Regions from separate parts of the Mus musculus genome. Here region 2 is linked to region 1. A link is a contact called in public HiChIP or PLAC-seq data. All regions are on one chromosome and are shown on one strand. Each heading gives the region's core, a stretch centred on a gene start, on an enhancer-like site or on the middle of the called end of the contact. The rest is flanking DNA. Distances are from core to core; before and after follow the strand shown. Region 1 overlaps Rb1 (RB transcriptional corepressor 1). Region 2 overlaps Lrch1 (leucine-rich repeats and calponin homology (CH) domain containing 1).

Region 1 (2,933 bases), core at 187-2,686:
GCCCTGGCTGTCCTGGAACTCACTCTGTAGACCAGGCTGGCCTCAAACTCAGAGATCCATCTGCCTCTGCCTCCCAAGTGCTAGGATTAAAGGCGTGCACCACCACTGCCTGGCAGTGATATTTTACTAGACGTTAAATATTGTGAATTTTGCCTTACTGGTTCCTGGATATTTTCATATTCTTAATAATATTCTTGAGTTGTGCTTTGGGACACATTTAAATTGTAAGTAGCTTAATTGTTTTGTACTCCCTCCCCTCCCTCCAGCTTTTTCTTTTTCTTTTTCTCTTCTTTTTTCTTTTTTTGTTTGTTTCTTTCTGATTCCAGAAACTTTTTCTAATTTCCCCCACTATCCAAGAGGTGATCTTGTAAGTACTTTACCTGCTGCTGCCTGTAGATGGATCATAAGCTCGTCTACTGTGGCAGGTAGGAAGCAGTTTGGACTCCAGCAGTGCCTCTGCTCCCCCAGGGCTTCTTCGTCTTTAGTCCTGGGGAGTTATCTCATGGGTGTGGACTGCTGTGCCCCAGCTGAAGTGGGTCTCCACAGACCTGCTCAGCTCTGTTGTGTGAATCCTGTCCCCTCAGTGCTGTTGACTTGTGTTTGTTGGGAGCCAGTGGGTTTCCATTCCCATCATTGTCTGTCGGTGTTTCGGCTAGGATACTTTCCCTGCAGTGGGCTGCAGCATGCTGTCTCATGGGACTCTCGTGGGCCTTTGTCCTGCTGCTCACCATTTGAGAACTGTTTTTTTGTTTTGTTTTGTTTTGTTTTGTTTTGTTTTGATTTATTTATTTATTTATTTATTTATTTATTTATTTATTTATTTCAGTTTTGTAGTTGTTTAAAACCACAAAATCTGGTTCTTGTTCTCCAGCAGGGCTGTCAGTTTCTAAGTGAAAGGCTTCATGATTGGTGAGATCCATATAACTATGATGTCGAAGTCCCTGAGGACTGTTTAGGACAGTGTTTCTGTGGGGGCTGTTCTGGAGTACAGCTGACTCTGTGGAGACACCGAAGTGCTAGTAGTTCATTATTTCCTCTTAATACTATCTAGAAAACCACAAGAAAGTTGTGTCTGTAAATACTGACAGACGTGGCTGACTCAGTCACCAAACACAAGGGAGTTTGCTTATGCAGCTAATTTGATTACTATGTTCTTATACATTAGTTTTGATCACTATACTCTTACATATAAAGGTTAAACATTTTTCTTGTCAGTTCTTTCCCCAGATATTACATGAAGCACAGTATTATACACCAGTACTATGGTAGTAAGTGACTCAGCCTGTTTGAGTCCTGATTTGGTAGCAAACTCACAAACAGATTTTTGAGATGTTTTGGTATCTTTTGAAAAGTCAGTGTTGACAGGAAGTGAACACAAAAGGGAGAAAAGCCTGTGGCTCTGTAAAAGCCAAGGAAGGAGCCAAAGAAAGAACCTGTATTGTCTGGTTCCGTGGTGAATCATTAACCTCTGGTGCACTGGGCACAAAGGTTGCGTGCCTGCCTGTGCTATTGGCTGTGAAACAATACGCTGGCTTTTTTTTTTTTTTTTTCTTTTTAAGTTACAGTTTACAAAGAATTGTGCCTTACAGGAAAACAATTGAATTGTGAGATAATGATTACTTGACTTAGTAACTTTTAAAACTGTGGGTTAGGACAATGACACAGCGCAGGCCATGTTGACAGTTACACAAGAACCAGGGGACTGGAATGTGATTTTTTTCTACCATGTGATTTTTTTTTCTTAAAATCAATTCTTTCTGAAAACATATCTTACCATGATCCATTTTCTCTTTAATATCACACCTCTATTTTCCACAATTCACTGTTATGGTCTTGGGTAACTTGGGAGACTTGACTTCACAGTCAAAGTGAAAAATATTTTATTTTGTTCAGAATACATTGTTGATACTGGCTGAAATAGGGCTCAGGGATATTCTAGGTTGTGTGTCTCTGACAAAAAGAATTACTTCATAGTTTCTAAATTATTTAAGAAAAGCCCTTTTTTTTTCCCAAGACAATACCGGGCCCTCATTTTCCTCTTCTTCTTTACTTCCTTTCTCCTTCTTTCTGCATATCAGCCATTTGGAAAGAACTGCAGTTGCCCAAGTGAAAGAAACAAAACATGAGAAATAGCCCCAAGCCTCCAAGGAACTTGTGATCTAGTAGAGAAGTGAATTACAGTGCTGTGCTGAGCTATGGCAAAAAAAAAAAGGAAAAAAGGAAGGAGGAAAGAGGGAGGGAAGGAAGGAAGATGACAGACCAGTAAGAGTCAAACTAGTGAGCACACATGGATGAGAGACTGCTTACAACAGATTTGGGAATGTGCAGCGATCGAGGATATGAAGGTGGCCCTAACAGTTACCTAAAACCCAGCATTCAAAAGCTGCAGCAGCAGTTTGTTTTCTGAGTTCTAGGCAGGCCTAGGTCACAGAAGGAGACCCTATATTCACAAACTAATGCACAAAGCAACCCCTCTGCAAATTACTCCTGATGAAGATGAAAAGCCAGCCATGAGTAAAAAGGAGGTATTTTATACAAGGGAAGACAGCAGACAATTTTCTGCAGTAGCTTTGTGTGCTAGTGGGGTGGGAGGGTTCTTGGAACAGTCTGTGCCTCCTTCTCTCACAAAGCCTGCTTTAGTACTTTTGCTCTCACGCTGACGATGCCATTGCAGACATGATTATGTTAGTGCACTGGAGGACTCATTCACTAAAGATTGCTACAGGCTTTTGTGTTTGCTTTTTTAGTTGTATTAGATTATATGTGTGAGTGTTTTGCTTATGTGTGTATATATATACCACTTGTGTGCCTCATGCCTGTAGAGATCAAAAGAAAACATCAAGTCCTCTGGAACTGGAGGTTCATAGGTGCTAGGAACTGAACTGGGTTTTCTACAAGAACATCCAGTGCTCTAACCATTGACCCATCTCTCC
Region 2 (2,933 bases), core at 240-2,739, 1.7 Mb before region 1:
TTGTTCCCTCTGCTGCATGAGCCCTAAAGAGAGCATGAGATGAACAGGGCAGGGCATGAGCCTGTTGGAGAATTGTTCCCAGCGTGCTCTACTGTGCCCACCTTCTATTCTCCGGCTTCCCATATGGCCACGCTCTTGACAGCAGACCCCATGGGCACTGTACATTTGTTGGGTCATGTACTCCACTGATACTCTTCCATATTTTTGGTGTTTATGTGGTATGGTGTGTCCTACAGTGTCAGCATTCCTGACCTGGTACAGAACTTTAGCGTAGTCCTGACTTAATGCCCTTGATCTCTGCAGACCACAGTGACAGTTCAAAATTGCGCCATCAATAGACTGCCTACCTTGCCTCTTTAGACTGTTTTCGTTTTGCTTTTCCACGTCTTCGGTCACATGGTCCCACTCTTCACTGCTCTATGGAATTCTGCACGCCCAGTTCATATTCCGTGTAGCCACTGGCCTGTCGGAAGCAAGCCACCTCCCTGTCAACCTCTTCTTTTGCATCGGAGCATTGACTCATATGTCGCTCCAAGGCGCATTAGTTAGTGCCATTTCCTCATGCATTTTGTATTTCTTTATTTTTTTTTCCCCTTTGTGTATAAGTAGCCTTCCCTCACAGTGACTCCACTTCCATGGTTTTTGTTAACCTGTGGCCACCTGTTGTCCAAAAATATTAAATGGAAAATTCCAGAAATAAATAAGTCGTAAGTCAATCACTTAGTAGTCTTTTTTTTGGTAATCTGGCGAACTGGTGCAGTGTAACATTAGTGTACAGGTATCCCTTATGTAGTAGTGTGAGTCTCTGTCAGCATACCTTTATCACCCATCTCTCTTTGTCCTATTTGTCCTATTGTATGGGCATTGTGTCATCTTATATCGGCACTAAGAGGATGAATATACTACAGTAGGATATCATGTAGATATGTGTGTGTGTGTGTGTGTGTGTGTGTGTGTGCGAGAGCAGTAAAGACAGACATTGCCTGAAGAGACTGTCTTGTAAAGGGGGTATGTTGGGGGTGGCACCTCAGGTTGTCCTCTGGCCACGACATGTGCAAGCAGGCATATGTGCACATATACCCCGCAAAAGACCACATTTATTACAGTATTTTTATCATTAATTTTTTGTAATTATTCCTATTTTTAATGACGTCTATTTGTGAGTGTCTGTGTATGGGTAAGTGCACTGTGAGAGCAAGCACCTAAGGAGGCCAGAGGTGACATTGTTACAAGAGATTGGGAGCCTGAGGTGGGGTCTGGGAACTCAACTCAGATTTTCTGCAACAGTAGCAAGTTCTCTTAACTGTCAAGCCATCTCTCTAACCCCTAGTAGTTACTGTTTCTTATGTCCCACTGTGCTTCATTGGGAAATTACGCCTTAGCATAGGCATGCATAGACAGGAAGAAGCCTTCTGTAGACAGAGTTGAGTATTAGCTGTGCTTTCAATGACCTACCAGGGGCCTAGGATTGTTTCCATCTTAGAAAAAAGGGGAAGTGCTGTGCTCTCCTCAAGTTTAAGTTTCTTCCTCCTTGACTGGCTCATGAGAGTGGCTAGACAGGGACTTTCCTGATTGTGTGTGTGCATGTGTGTGTGCATATGTGTGTGTGTGTGTGTGTGTGTGTGTGTGTGTGAGAGAGAGAGAGAGAGAGAGAGAGAGAGAGAGAGAGAGGTGTATGTACATGCATATGTGTTTGTGTATGCCTTACAGATCTCTCAAACCAGAATAGTTCGATAGATTCCCTTGCTTATCTGCCTTCTCTTTCTTGCCTTGAGACTCTGAACTTTCACTTGTTATCTTGAATCTATGGTGAGGTTGTCCCAAACTTGTGCCTTGTTAGTCAGTCTGCTGTCTTTTCCCCAGCCAGCTTTATATGACATCTGTAAGTCAAGTGACTTACAAGGAATTCTGGAGGAGGTGGACAAAAAAATTCCATCAAAGCAAATAGTGGATAAAATAGCTGGTAAAAATGAACTCTGGTGTGGTGACACATGCCTTTCAGCTCAGCATGCAGGAGGCTGCAGTAGGATTTTTGAGCCTAGCCTGGGCTATGTTGCATGTTTCAGGCTAGTTCAAGCTTTATATAATGAGACCTGTCAGCTAACAAGAAGTCAAACAGCAAATGCTTGTCCAGCTTTGGGGAAAAGGGAACCATTATTCATACAGTATTGGTGGGAATGTATATTAGCATGTCCATTATGGAAATCATTGTCCTCAAAAACCAAGGAGGCTGGAGGGATGGCTCAGGGGTTACGAGCACTTACTGCTCATGCAGAGGACCTGGGTTCGGTTCCCAGCACACCCATGGTGGTTCACTACCATCTGTAATTTCAGTTCCAGGGTATCCAACTCCCTTTCTGACCTCTGTAGGCTTTTGCACGCATGTGGTACACATATGTACATGCAGGCGTAGCCACATACACATGGACTCTATAAAGATAATATTAAAGTAATCCCTTAAAAAAACCCATGAAATGGAACTAGCATGGATTTAGGGAGTTCACATCCCTGTACAGCAGAGACACCTGCATGCCTGTGTTTACTGCCGTGCTATTTGTGATAGCCAAGGTATGAATCAGCTCAGATGTCCATCAGTAAGATGTGACAGATATACATGAGTATGGTGTCATACTCAGCTGCCAGGCAGGAAAATGGATGGAACTGGAGATCGTGGTAAGCAAAATAAATGAGGCTCAAAAGATAATTTGGCTTGTTTTCCCCTCATATCCAGAATCTAGACTTTTTAAAAGAGGACTTGAAAATAGAGGGGGCATGTTTGAGAAGGGGGAGGGGGCCATAGTGAGGGTTGGGAACCAGCAGGGGGCTAGTAGGGGCTTGAATAAGTAAAAGCACATGCATAAATGTGCACACACATGATAATGTTTGGTGCTCATTTTTTTTTTGTTAAAGTTCATTAAAATCTTTTTTTTTAA

What was found. HiChIP or PLAC-seq counts read pairs in DNA pulled down with a chosen protein or histone mark.
Region 2: an H3K27ac HiChIP or PLAC-seq map of microglia shows a contact between it and region 1, with 7 times the contacts expected there. The contact joins two enhancer-like sites. A contact is called at or near these places in 2 of 39 promoter capture datasets (liver and stem cell-derived epiblast-like cells) and 2 of 115 datasets of contacts at active chromatin or transcription factors (astrocytes and microglia).

Annotation. Positions count from the first base shown.
Region 1 is chr14:73,252,149-73,255,081 of GRCm38.p6, reverse strand. All of the region lies in intron 17 of Rb1 (RB transcriptional corepressor 1), which reads left to right. Among named protein-coding and RNA genes, the nearest start is that of Lpar6, 16 kb to the right of the region's middle. Within about 2 kb of position 1,436, at least 121 of the 459 cell types and tissues checked have an H3K27ac peak or open chromatin away from gene starts, as enhancers often do. A contact at or near this core is called in microglia, where this site is marked.
Region 2 is chr14:74,935,602-74,938,534 of GRCm38.p6, reverse strand. The region is part of intron 1 of Lrch1 (leucine-rich repeats and calponin homology (CH) domain containing 1); the gene reads left to right. Among named protein-coding and RNA genes, the nearest start is that of Lrch1, 11 kb to the left of the region's middle. Within about 2 kb of position 1,489, at least 85 of the 459 cell types and tissues checked have an H3K27ac peak or open chromatin away from gene starts, as enhancers often do. A contact at or near this core is called in microglia, where this site is marked.